Linked DNA regions of Hordeum vulgare: region 2 is linked to region 1. A link is a contact called in public Hi-C data. All regions are on one chromosome and are shown on one strand. The core of a region is the stretch at or near the end of the contact, and the rest is flanking DNA. Distances in the headings are between cores, read along the strand shown. Region 1 has its middle 120 kb from the start of LOC123443973. Region 2 holds the start of LOC123443973.

The links. A called contact is a pair of places that touch in the nucleus more often than the background predicts.
Region 2: a Hi-C map of leaf shows a contact between it and region 1, with 6 times the contacts expected there. The contact joins the promoter of LOC123443973 here to the enhancer-like site in region 1. A contact is called at or near these places in 5 of 6 Hi-C or Micro-C datasets (leaf, seedling and an unstated tissue).

The regions. Positions count from the first base shown.
Region 1 is chr3H:398,293,216-398,299,489 of MorexV3_pseudomolecules_assembly, forward strand. No RefSeq gene overlaps it. Among protein-coding and RNA genes, the nearest start is that of LOC123443973, 120 kb to the right of the region's middle. Within about 2 kb of position 2,481, at least 1 of the 3 cell types and tissues checked has open chromatin away from gene starts, as enhancers often do.
Region 2 is chr3H:398,416,096-398,422,604 of MorexV3_pseudomolecules_assembly, forward strand. It overlaps LOC123443973, which reads left to right and starts at 1,663. Exons shown (of 7, transcript XM_045120557.1): 1 at 1,663-1,930; 2 at 2,426-2,733; 3 at 2,812-3,528; 4 at 4,085-4,213; 5 at 4,347-4,550; 6 at 4,656-4,856; 7 at 4,991-5,323. The coding sequence starts at 1,663. The coding sequence ends at 5,116.

The DNA.
Region 1 (6,274 bases), core at 1,231-3,730:
AGCCTCGACTCCTTGTCGCAGGATGCGACAAACAAAAAATTCCCTTATTTTGCTACGCACGAAATTTCGGGAGGAAACGAAATCCAACCAATTCCTCCTCAGCATTGAGCCCTAGGTCCCCAATGTTGAATAGGCTATAGGGCCCCAAACCCCAACTACCTCCGCGTAGGATTCTATAGGTAGAATTCGAGGGACCTCCTGTATACCGCACTCCACGGTAAAGTGTCGTCGCTTTGCACGGGCAGCCTTGCACAAGGTCGAGAATGACCGCGAGAGAACATGAATTGTAGCTCCAAACAAATTCGACCTTGCAAGAAATCGAACGACTGATCTTTCAAAATCACTAATTGAAGAGTATTTAAAAAAAAATATCATTCTCATCTTTCCAGGTTTCGACAAGTGGGGCATTGGATGTGTGCCACTTGTCACAACATGGGAGTTTTTCCTTTTCTTGTAGATCTATATTTTCAAAATGTTTTATCTCCTAAATTACGCGTTAAAATGTCGAACTGTTTTCACCATTGGGTTCCTCGTGTCGAGATCTTCGAAACTAGATTCCATGTTAATAAGTTTGACAAGATTTTTACAAAAAACTAAGCAAAAAACCGGACGAAAAAACCATGCCTCTCGAAAAACAGAGAATGCATTTTATTTTCTTTCCGAGAGGAACGGCCGTGCCTCTCGCAACGGTAAAAGCGTGCATCTCACGGAAGCAAAACCATATCTCTCGTAAAAAAGTGTTTTTTGCCTTTCTGGGAGGCACGCGTGCATCTCACGGAAGCAAAACCATATCTCTCGTAAAAAAATGTTTTTTGCCTTTCTGGGAGGCACGACCATGCCTGTCGTGAAAGCAAAAGCATACCTCTCGTAAAAAAATCAGAAAACATATTTTTTTTCTTTCCGACAGGCATGGTCGTGCCTCTCGTAAAAGTAAAGCTATGCCTCCCACAGAAGTAAAACCATACCTCTCGTAAAAAAAACACGTTCTTTTGTCCTTTCCGAAAGGCATGGTCGTGCATCTCGCGAAAACAAAACCGTGACTTTCGCTAAGAAAACATAAAACGCGTTTTTTCACGCATTTTTTTTTCAAAAACCTAAGAAAGACCGATGAAAAACCAAAACACACAAAAAACCCAAAAAACAATCTGAAAAGCCAAAAACATATGCGAGAAAAAAATTGAAAACAAATGCCTAGAATACGACATGTGGTGGTGGCGGTTCAAAACGTGCCAAAGGTGGCTTATGCAAGTGATCGTTGAGAGGCTTAGAGGGCATGCTCCTCAACTAGTTCCTCTCAAGATCTCGTGCTACACACCAGGCACTACAACCAGCTAACCTAGCAAGCCTTCCCGATTAATTGGCAACATCAATATTTAAAAACCAACCCACAGGGCAGATATGAATTATTTTCGGAATTTTGGATGCATTTTTAAAAAACAACTGAGTGTTTTGTGAAACACAAATACTTTTGAAATTTAAGAATGATTTTCTAAAAAAAATATTTTAGAAAAGCATGAACATTTTTTAAAATCACGAACATTTTTTTTAATTCTGAAACAAAACTGGGCAAATGCGGACATTTTTAAACTCCCGATTAAAATTTGAAAATATGAAGAAAAAAACTATTTTTCAAAATGCGAACATTTTCTTAAACTTCAATAATATGAAAACATGAACATCTTTTGAAACGGGCACATTTATGGAAACATGAACATATTTTGAAACAAGAACATTTTTTATTGTGAGATTTCATAGCAGAAACATTCCAATCTTTTTTTGCAAAAACACAAACCATTTTTGAATAAGCAAACATTTTTTTAAATTACGAACAAATTTGAAAACATGAACATTTATTTATTTATTTTTTAAATGGGGACATTTTTTGAAATTTTAAAAAAATGTGATCATCTTTTGAAACGGGTGAAAGTTATGAATTTCACAGCGGAAACATTCCAAACTTTTTTTGGCAACTACAGAAACCATTTTTTGAATAAGCGAACATTTAAAAAAAAGGCAGACAAAATTGGGAAAAGAAACATTTGCTGAAAATATAAATAAACAATAAAAAAAATAGAAACAGGAAAACCGGGAAAAAACAGAACCCGATTCAGGGAAGCTTCTAGAAGATTCTCAAAATCGGATGAGGTTCTTTTTTGGTTTTTATTACGCTGTGTACGGGCCGGCCCATTGCCACACTTCGGCTGCTCGCCCCAACTTCTTTGACGTAATGAGCCTCAAATGGGATATTTCAGAATTCGAGGCTCCTCTGCGGGACAAACTTGTTGAAATCTTTGCAATCATTTGTATTTCACGGACAAGAAGAAATCAAAACTGCATACGTAGGCTGTTGGAACTAAAAGAAAATCAAGGATGCATATTCTAGTTTTCCTCCATCATTGGCAATGAGTTGCAGTTGCGCCGGGGCAGAGAAGATGCCTACTGTTGGAGCTGTTTTGTTCGCATGCGAATACTAGGGGCCAACAGTGGATCCAGACACCAGTGGTACGCTACAAAACACCCGGGTTTAGTGTGTCATGAACGTCGATGATTGTTCATCTGCATCAATAAAAAATACTCTATATGGTGTTGCTATCCATCTTCCTGGTTGCTGCCGCGGATTAGATTGGCAGCATTCACCAGACGACCAATTGAGCAGCCGGCTTAAACATATAGGAGTAGTATTAACAACTGGAATGCTTTTTGAGCTTGTCTCACTCCCAATTGACATTTTGCACCGCGCACAAGAAGCTCCATTCTCAAGAACGCTCTAGCAACATGGTCAAACAAACTCTCCTTCACTTTCTAGGATCAAAACAGACCCGGCTCTTTCCTGATTTGAGAAACAAAACAGACCCGGCTCTTTCCTGGGAAATCTCCCACGGCTGGCCACCGGCCCATGTGGATGGATGCGGCCAAAATTCCGGCATAAAGCTTGTGTCCTTCCGCTCCGTCGAGAGTACGCAAACAGCATTATGAAGTACGATGGCCATGTGGAAGGTAGCCACCCTCGCCCTCCTTAATAAAATCCAACCAACCTCACGAATCGGTTAAGCTCATGCTCTTGGAATTGTAGCTTTGCACTGCACACTTGCGGCGGAGGAATTTGACGGATAAGAATTGTTAATTTCGAAGCAACTAATGTAAGTACAATTTCCAAGGTATCACGACATGTGGAGATTAGCGTAATCGCTTGTGTTGGCGACATCTGGATATTCATACTATGTACACCCCGCCGCACAGGCATGTAACAAAAAAGGTTCAGAGAACAGCAGACACTGAAGATAAACAAACGGCCGCAGGACCATCTCAGCGGCGTCCTAAGCTTGTCGTCAATCAGAGCAGGGCAGTAGATGATTTTATTCTGGTACGAATCTGCACATCATTACACTACTACAATGGATGGATGGATGCGCGATTCATCTTTTAAAACCCAGCAGCAGTGCAGCCCCCCTCGATTCAGTACAGGCGTAAACATGTAGCAAACGTTACAGATCATCAATAGATATGGATTAGATGTTATTTCCGACGAAATGTGTAGACAAATCTCGATGGGCGTCGCTGTTGATGTCACTCACAAAGAGATGTTGCTGTGTGCAATCATAATCTCCTAATGAATCGAAAGGCAGCAACTGATTTTCTACTGATTATCCAGCGTCAAGTCATCAAACACCCCGCCATCTGTCCATCGAGAGTACTGTAAAGCATGACCCGTCAAAATCCGTAAGCCCATTATTGGTGCCGGGCTCATGGCTCAAAAAAGCTCTGCGCCGGTCATGGATCCACCGATGCATCATTTCTTTAGCATAAATTTCATCGCCAGAGGCCATGATCCGACTCACCCGGTGAAAAGTTTTAAGCAAAGATCCAGTAGGATAAACTGAAAAGACCATTCTCCTATACAATTCCACGCTAGCATTTTCGCTGTCACTGGAAAGAGATGAAACAAATCCATGATGGACGCATGGGCTCCCTCGCACCAACCAGTCTTAGTGGGCGTGACAGAGCGATGATCCGGACGCAATCTTTCCATAGCTGTTCACTCTATCCGTATCCAATATGACAACTGGTTAGTAGCGTAGATTAGGATAGAGCAGGTTTATGATATCTGTCCAGCAGAGTGCTCTGCTGAAGCTCTTTGACAGGTCTTTGGTTGGAACTCGATGGAATGAGTGGCTACATCTTGCCAGACCGTTGATGGACATCAATCTTTCTGATTTGCCAAATAGTGTTCATTGAAAGTTGAGCATGAATGACATTTTTTAGTTAAATCTTTGTACCTTGATCTCATATCTAGATATGGGGCCTATATCCAAGTCAATTCATATTTGAAAGGTCAAAGTCCCGCTAAGAATTAAAGTTTTTATGTGGTTTGTCCATAAAAATGTTATTCTAACGAAGGACAATTTGGCAAAAGTAATTGGATAGGTAGTCAAAGATGCAGCTTTTGTGATAACAACGAGACTATCAAGCACCTTTTTTTGGAATGTCCGATGGCTAGGATACTGTGGCGCTCACTCCATATAGCCTTCAATACCAACCCTCCTAATAGTATACACACGTTATTCGGGACGTCGTTAAAAGTGGTTGACACAAGCACTGCAAAGCATATACGGTTGGGAGTATTTGCATTACTTTGGGTTACATGAAACTGAAGGAGTGATTTGGTGTTTAACGGATAAAGTTCTATTAACTTTTTGCAGGTTATCTACAAGGCCACTGCCATGATCCGTATATGGTCGTTACTCACTCCTGCGAAAGCGAGGGACATTTGGTTACTGGGTGTGCCCGTTGGGAGATGGTAGTTCGGGGTATCTTCAACCGGTTTGGATGACGGTCCACTAATACGATAGGTGGTTAGTCATCTAGCCCATTTCAGCCGGTTTGGCTTGTGGAGCGCTATGTATCTTTATTAATTGGATTCTATATGTACTTCGTTGTGGACCTGTTTTGGAATTTTATAAATAAATGGTTGTATGCATCCATTGATGCAGAGGTCCGGGGTAATCCTCCTTTTCTAAAAAAATCTGACCTGTTTGCATGAAAAAAAGACTCGAAATGAACGCAAACATTGCGCAAGTTGAACCATTTTAGGACAACTCCAACGCAGGACCCCAAACTATCCGTGTCTGTTCGTTTGGTCTCAAACAAAGAGACAAGCGAGTCCAACGTGCGACCCTTTCCATAAATACGTCTCTTTTAGGTCTGCTTTGCCGCATCATGGACGCAAACTTGGTTCGGCTTTGCGGTAGAAAAGACAAAAGAGCAAACAGGCACGCGACCTCTCGCTGCCCTCCTCAGACCCGCGTGTTGGTTCTCCAATTACCTCCCACCTAACCTAGTCAATGCACACATATGAGAGGGCCCGCATGTCAGCCAACCAGACGGACCCATCCATGTCCTTTTTTATGGTGAAGCCTTGGACTTCCACTGTCACTTCCACTTCCCGCACCTTCTTGCTTCTTCCACTACAGATACGAAACCCTAGCCTAGCACCGCCACACACCTCATTTCCCGTCGGCCATGGCACCAAGTAAAGGTGATGCAACACCTTTGAACTTGTAGTTTGACTTGGATTTTGTTACAACGTCAAAATGTTTCGTCAATATCTCCACGCTCAGAAGGAAATTTAAGGTGAATCCAATTGCGTTGGAAAGTATGAAATCTAATTTCCAACAAAAAATGAATAGCCTAATTCGGAGTCCGGATGCAAAAGTTCTTGGCGTTTTGAGTCAAGTATGTATGTGCAGTCCGAATGTGAGTCTAGAACATGGGTGTCGGTCCGATGGAACTAGGGTACCATGACCCATCTACTGCCGACCCAGTCGGCTTTGAGAAGAAGGCCTAGTGTGGCAAGCGACCCACTAGAGAACCATGACTTTCATCCCGCGAGGCTTCACCTCCGCGAAGCCCTCCCTCTCTCTGAGAAGGGCCCACTGGACACCTGTCCACAAAGATGTGAGAAGCCTCACAAGGTCTCACCCATGAGGTTGCTTCTCGCGAAGCCTTCTGCATGGAGAGGCTGCATGATGTTGATCAAAAGGTCATGTACCCGACACGTGGGTGACGTGGCAGGGCGACATGAGCTGAAAGGACGAGCGAGCGGGCGCGCATAGAAGAATCTTCTCCCTTTGTGATAAAAGGGTATTGAGCAGTTCCCTCCTAAAATGAGTCCCAGGACTTAGCTGTTTTGTGCAAGGAGACCAGCGTGACACCGGTCACCAGGACGAACGTCACCGGAGAGCCCACGAGCGCGTCATGGACGCTGCCTTTGCAG
Region 2 (6,509 bases), core at 413-2,912, 120 kb after region 1:
CCTCATCCATCCACTGATGACACATAGTAAGCGTAGCTTGACATCGCCTCTAGGCTTCCCCTGAGTGGAACAAGCTTGCTTAAATCTAGTAGCTGATACAAGCATCTGTCGGGAAGTCGTAGTTGTAGACAAGAAGGCGCCAGTTGCAACGCTCTGTGAAGCAAATCAACGTCCACAGATGAAACACCAAAAATTGTGTGTAGAAAATCCAAAGACCGCAAAAGCCAGATGAATCCAGATGGATCCACTAAAACTAAAATCGACCAGATCTCGAAAGACACGCTAGAGACCATAGCTCCACACACACTCCGTTGGCGCCGGTATGAAAGTGAACGACATGGAATAGAAGTTTACTTAACATTGCATGATAAGACATTGGGGTGGGGATGTCCTTTTGTGGCACCAAGTTGCAAACAACATCGCTGAGCAAAATGTAGCATGAAGTTTCCAGCAATTTCCCACATTAGATTTTACAAGGAAGGTGGTCTTAATGTAAGCATGGGCTTTCTAGCAATTCTCCACATCAACTGAAAAATCGTGGGCGCTCCACACTACCCGAGGAGCAAGCTTGTTGTTTGCTGCCCTTCCTTCATGCTGTACACATGAATGTTTTTTACACCCTGTGGACCAAACACACACATCGATTACCGACTGATTTATCTGCATTCTCGCAAGAGTCACGTCTTTCATTTACCTAGAAGAGACAAAAAAAAACATCTGATTTTCTTTGCTGCAAAGCAACAGCGCATCCGTGATCTGTGCAAGGCAGGGCCGTGGTGCTGGCAAGGACAGCGCAAAAACGAAGAGAAAATGAAGCACGAAAAGAGCGCAGGTAACACCTTTTTTGCTAACCTTGCTCGGCATACTGACAAACAAAAGCAGACTGGCTCGTCTCCTCCCCTCCCATCCTCTGCTCGCCCGTTTGTTTAGATCGCAGCAGCACTTAGGCCCTCTTTGGAACCATCCAGATTATATAATCTGGTTTTTATAGTCTATTGTATTTTCAAACATGACAGTTTATATTGTAGATTTTATAAACTAGATGATTAGATTATTATAATTTCATAATCTGCTCTACCCAGCTAAAATGAGATTATGGATTACAAATGACGTGTTACCCTTGTAAACTTCAAGAGAATTACGCAGTGCCATCACCACTTTCCTATTTTTCCTTGTAAACAGAGGGCAAACATGTCATTGTACAATTTAAAAACTGGTTTACAGTTTATATAATCTGGCCTTCAAACATGCCCACCTGGATTATTTTTATAAACCAGATTATGTAATCTATATTCGTAATCCAGATTATCATAATCTATTATGGTTCCAAACAGGGCCTTAGTAACAAATTGACAAACCCGCAATCGCACTGTGCCATAAATACCCCTCCGCTCCGCTCCCCCGTTTCTCCCCTCTCTCTCTTCTTCCTCTTCCTCTCCCTCTCCCCTTCGCCGGCCTCCTCCTCCTCCTCCGCTTCCTCCTCACGCCCCTCCCCACCCCTCACTACCCCCAGGCGCCCGAACCCTAAACCCACGCATCAGCAGCAGCGGCGGCGGCGGCGCGGCCTCCGCCTGTCGCATGCCCGCTGCATCCTAGGCAGCCTGGGCCGCCGGCGATCGCCGGAGTCGGGGAGGGCGGCGGGTTCCAGTGCGTCGGAGAGGGATGGGGGCGGGCGGGAAGGGCTGGCCGGAGACGGCGAGCCGCGGGGTGAAGACGGCGTGGTTCATGGTCGTCATGGTGGCGTCGCTGCTCGTCGCGTCGGCGCCCGTCGTCGTGGCCGCCGGCGACGTGGCCGTCACGCTCTGGCTCGAGGCGCGCCTCGGCTGCCCGCGCTGCCGCGGCCTACGGGACCACCTCCAGCGCTACGCCTTCCGGAGCTCGCTCGTGGACATACCGCTCCTCTCCGTCCTCCGCTCCCTCCTCATCACCTGTAAGCTGCCCGCATTGCCTCCTTGATGCTGTTTTAGTGCGCCAAACCCGCAGGCGCTAACAATCGTGGGGAATCTGTATCTGTCTGGGTCGGGCTGGCTTGCTTCCCCATCCCCCGAGCCTTTTTTTTTTGGAGAATAAATGAAGCTTTGTTAGTCCTTTCCAGAGCCTATTTTTGGGACTCGAGCGCTTTGCTTAGGATTCTCCATATTTCTTTGTATTTATGCGTGAGGATTTGGTCGCCCGAAAGCTACATCTGTGCTTGTCTTCTTTCGTTTGGGCGAGACGATGTTTTTTTTTTTTTTTTGTATTAGTGCAAGTATAAGTGTCCCTTGTTATTACTCTTCAATTGCAGTACACCAATTTAGTTAAACCGCGTCATTTTCTTAATTAATCAACTGCATGAAACTTGAAAGACATTTGAAAATTTCAGGAACAGTTACAGTCTACAGCAGTCATCATCAGATTCCACTAACCTGCTAATGTACTTGTGCAGGTGTATACCTCGTGTGTGATACGTCTGGTCTCTCTCACGGCCCGTACCTTGGAACCACAACCTTCTGCTCCTTGGCTTCGCTGCTCATCTTGCTCATGAAGGCCTGCGTTTACACTCCAGCTCAGGACATTGGGCCTGAGCTCTCGCCGTCATTGGCGGATCACAAGCTAAATATGAAGAAGCTATGGGGGATGCCTGCGCTTTTCCTGTCTTCCTTGATCTTTGCTCTCGGCCATGTTGTTGTTGCTTACCGAACAAGCTGCAGGGCTCGACGGAAGCTGCTTATCCATCGCATTGACCCTGAATCGGTATGGCTTGCTCGCCTGAATCTCACCGCACATGATTGTTTCTATTGGTATTTAATGGCCTCTTCTGCTCCTTTTCAGATTCTGGCCTACAAGAACGCCTTTCCTGGATGCTACAAGGTTCCTCGGTCGCCCACTCCGCACAGTGGGAAGCTTTATTCAAGGAGCGAGAGCGAGACAAAGAGAAAAACTCTTGTGCACGATGACAGGGATATTCCAATCAGTTTTCTTGCTGATAGTGATAGCATGTTCATTGCTTGCCAGGGGATCACTGTACATTACAAAATGTCCGATCCATCAACCTGCATATCTCCAGCTCCTGAATTGTTTCCAGAAACTAATCATGATGCTGTCTCGTCAAGCATTTCTCCTAGAAGACTGAGGCATGAGAGCCCACCAACAGCTTCTTCGAGTACCCGTCGTCTTTTGAATAGGAGCTTTAGTCATCAGTATCACCAAACATCGTTGTATGCACCATTGTTGGTAGAACCACTGACCACTCCAACGGCGTCAGATGGCATCCCCCTTCTCAGTCTCGACGACGGCAGCTTGCAGGTGTGTCTGAAACCTATGGGCTTTGACCTTGAGGCTGGAGAGCACGGGAAATTTGCTGTTGTTTTGGTCCATGGGTTTGGAGGGGGAGTATTTGCATGGAGACATGTTAGTAATTTGCTTGCTCGACAAGTGGGTTGCAACGTGCTGGCCTTTGATCGCCCTGGATGGGGATTAACATCTCGACCTCGCAGAAAGGACTGGGAAGACAAGAATTTGCCAAACCCGTACGAGTTTGAATCACAGGTGATCCATCTTACCATCTATTCGTAGATCAGGTCATAATCTATTCTTAGGGTTGATTTATGTCACATAAACTCCTAATTAAAGTCTAGCAAGTGCCAACACCAACAACATTTACCCCAAAGTGGCAGAGCAATTTATTAATTTATTTTCACTGAAGTGAAATGTTTCTTTTAATTACCTCTCCCAATAACAAATTATGGTTAACTAGGTGAAATGTTGTCTTCTCCAAAATATTCTTTGTCATAATTCATTTTATAGTAAGTGCTATTGCTGCTTTTAGTTTCCACCCTCGGAGACATTTTAGCTTGAGAATATTCTCTGTCATCGAGAGTTTGTATTGTCACTGCAACTTTGAATAAATTCAGTTTGAACTACTCCTTCCGTTCCTAAATATAAGTCTTTTTAGAGATTTCACTACAGACTACATGTAGTATGTAGTGAAATCTCTAAAAGGACTTATATTTAGGAACGGAGGTAGTACGAAACTTTTTCCTCTGTATTTCAAGCAGCGTGATCATATTTTAAGAACACAATTTTGTATGATGCCCTTGTGCAGGTTGATCTTCTGATTTCATTTTGCTCAGACCTGGGCTTGGGCTCGGTCGTTTTAGTTGGTCATGATGATGGTGGCTTGCTGGCCCTGAGGACAGCAGAAAAGTTACGCGCTTCTGGAGATTCTAGGAAGGTACAGTATTTGGTACAGTATTGTGACCTTTCTTGGTCCATTGTAAATCTGTGACCTATCATAATTTTTGGATGGAAGTTTGTCATCATTGTAATGAACATATTAAATTAAATGTCCCCCTGTGTGTTACCAGGTCGAAGTGAAGGGAGTTGTTCTTATAGGTGTAAGCTTATCAAGAGAAGTGATTCCTGCATTTGCTCGTATACTACTGCATACTCCTCTGAGGAAAAAGCACATGGTGCGCCCACTTCTACGTACTGAAATCACTCAGGTGATCAATCGGCGAGCATGGTTTGATGCTACCAAGTTGACAACAGATATTCTTAACCTTTACAAGGTAAACACTTGCATTAGTTTACATTTACCTTTTAATCTATCAGGAAAGTCAAACCCTTCTGTGCAGATTTAACTATTAGTTGACCTAATGAGCTTTTGCATTCAGGCTCCATTATATGTCGAGGGCTGGGACGAAGCGCTCCATGAAGTAGGCCGTCTTTCATTTTCCACCGTCCTATCATCAAAAAGAGCTACGGAACTACTAGGATCAGTGGAAGACCTCCCCGTTTTGGTGGTAGCAGGGTCTGAGGATGCTCTTGTTTCTCTGAAGTCAGCACAAACTATGGCTTCAAAACTTGTAAATTCTGTAAGTTCTCTACCACTTGTCCACTTCATCTTGCGCAGTCAGAGTGGTCTATATTTCCTCCGTAATATATGGCACATTCTGGCTTGATTTGCATCTCTAAATAAATCTGTATTTTGCTTCTTGTTGTTGTGCAGAGGCTAGTAACTATATCAGGATGTGGTCATCTGCCACACGAAGAATGTGCCAATGCATTGCTCTCAGCTCTTTCTCCATTCATCTCAAAATTGGTATCATCAGATGATTCATTGCAAAGATTGTAGCATACACCTGTCCATCTTTCCTTTTGAATTTTGCTCTCTTCTGAGTAGATGACCTCTAGCTGTTGCGAGTTGGTGTGAGCCCATGTTAGTTGCAAAGTAGTGGAGCCTGACCCAAATCTCAAGGGTCCTAGAGCTCCCCTAATTTTTTTTGTCATATGTATTTCTGTTCCTGATCTGTTCAATTAAGCAAGTTGAATCTGTACAGCACATGCTTGCAAGTGTTCCAGTTCGCGTCTCTACTCCAGCTCCAGCTGCTAAAATAATAGAAATATTTCTTGAATGATTCCAGCGGAGCAAAATTTAATATCAGAAACCTGAACAACAATTTGTTAGTTTTTACTTTGCCGTGGAACATACGGGGACAATATCCAGCTCCAGCTCCAGCTGCTTCCTTATCATGTACGAGGAAAAAAATTGTAAGCTTGTGAAAATTCAAGTTCAAACTCATTTGCTTTTAGAAGCCTTCTCAATTGTGACATTTTGAGAATTTTTGGGTAACTTCCACACGTAATTTCTGCCTAGTATTCACCCAATGTATGTTTCCGTTGAATATTTTGTCCAAATGATGGTTGCAAAGGGGTGCACATGACATGTTGAGGAGATACTATGGCCCTGCATTTGAATAGATTCTGGATGGTTTTGTTGGTGTCACCTCCGTGGCTTCACATGCTAACATTACTTGCCTAAGATACTATGGCCCTGCATTTGAATAGATTCTGGATGGTTTTGTTGGTGTCACCTCCGTGGCTTCACATGCTAACATTACTTGCCTAAGCACTGTTGGTTGGTGAGGCGTGCAAACAAAGTTGTCCCAGGATCAGCTTCACGTGGCTTGTGTTGCAAAAATTACTCTCTGACGCTGTGAGCGTGTGACCTTTACATCATATATTTAGTACGTACAGTACAATTTAATTTGCACACCGCTGCCTTGGAACGAAAATAAAAAGAACATCAACAATTCTCATACAGCTCCTTGTAGTGTGCTATTTGCTGGTGATCCTTCTCTGTCCCACAGATACATAAAAGTTTAAGACTGTCTATCCGAAAATGAATATGCTACTCTTTAGAGCATCTTGAGCTGCGCCCCCAGCAGGCTCTTTTTTTATCACCGACGTTAAAAAATCGTCCAGTTGTACCCGTTGGTTTGGCCCGAAATTGGCGCCGGCGGACCCAGGACGAACCCAGCATGGGGGGGGGGGGGACTTGCTGAAGCAAAAAGTCATGTAGGGCCGCACTGTCGGCCACACTCGTCGATTTTCCTGTCGTTTCTGTCTTTTCCCTCACTTTCCCTCCCCATCATCCACATCTCCCTTCCCCTCCGTTCCCGCCATTCTCTCCATCTTCTCACTTCCATGCCGCCGAAGAAGGACGCAGCCCCTCGCCAAGCCACCGA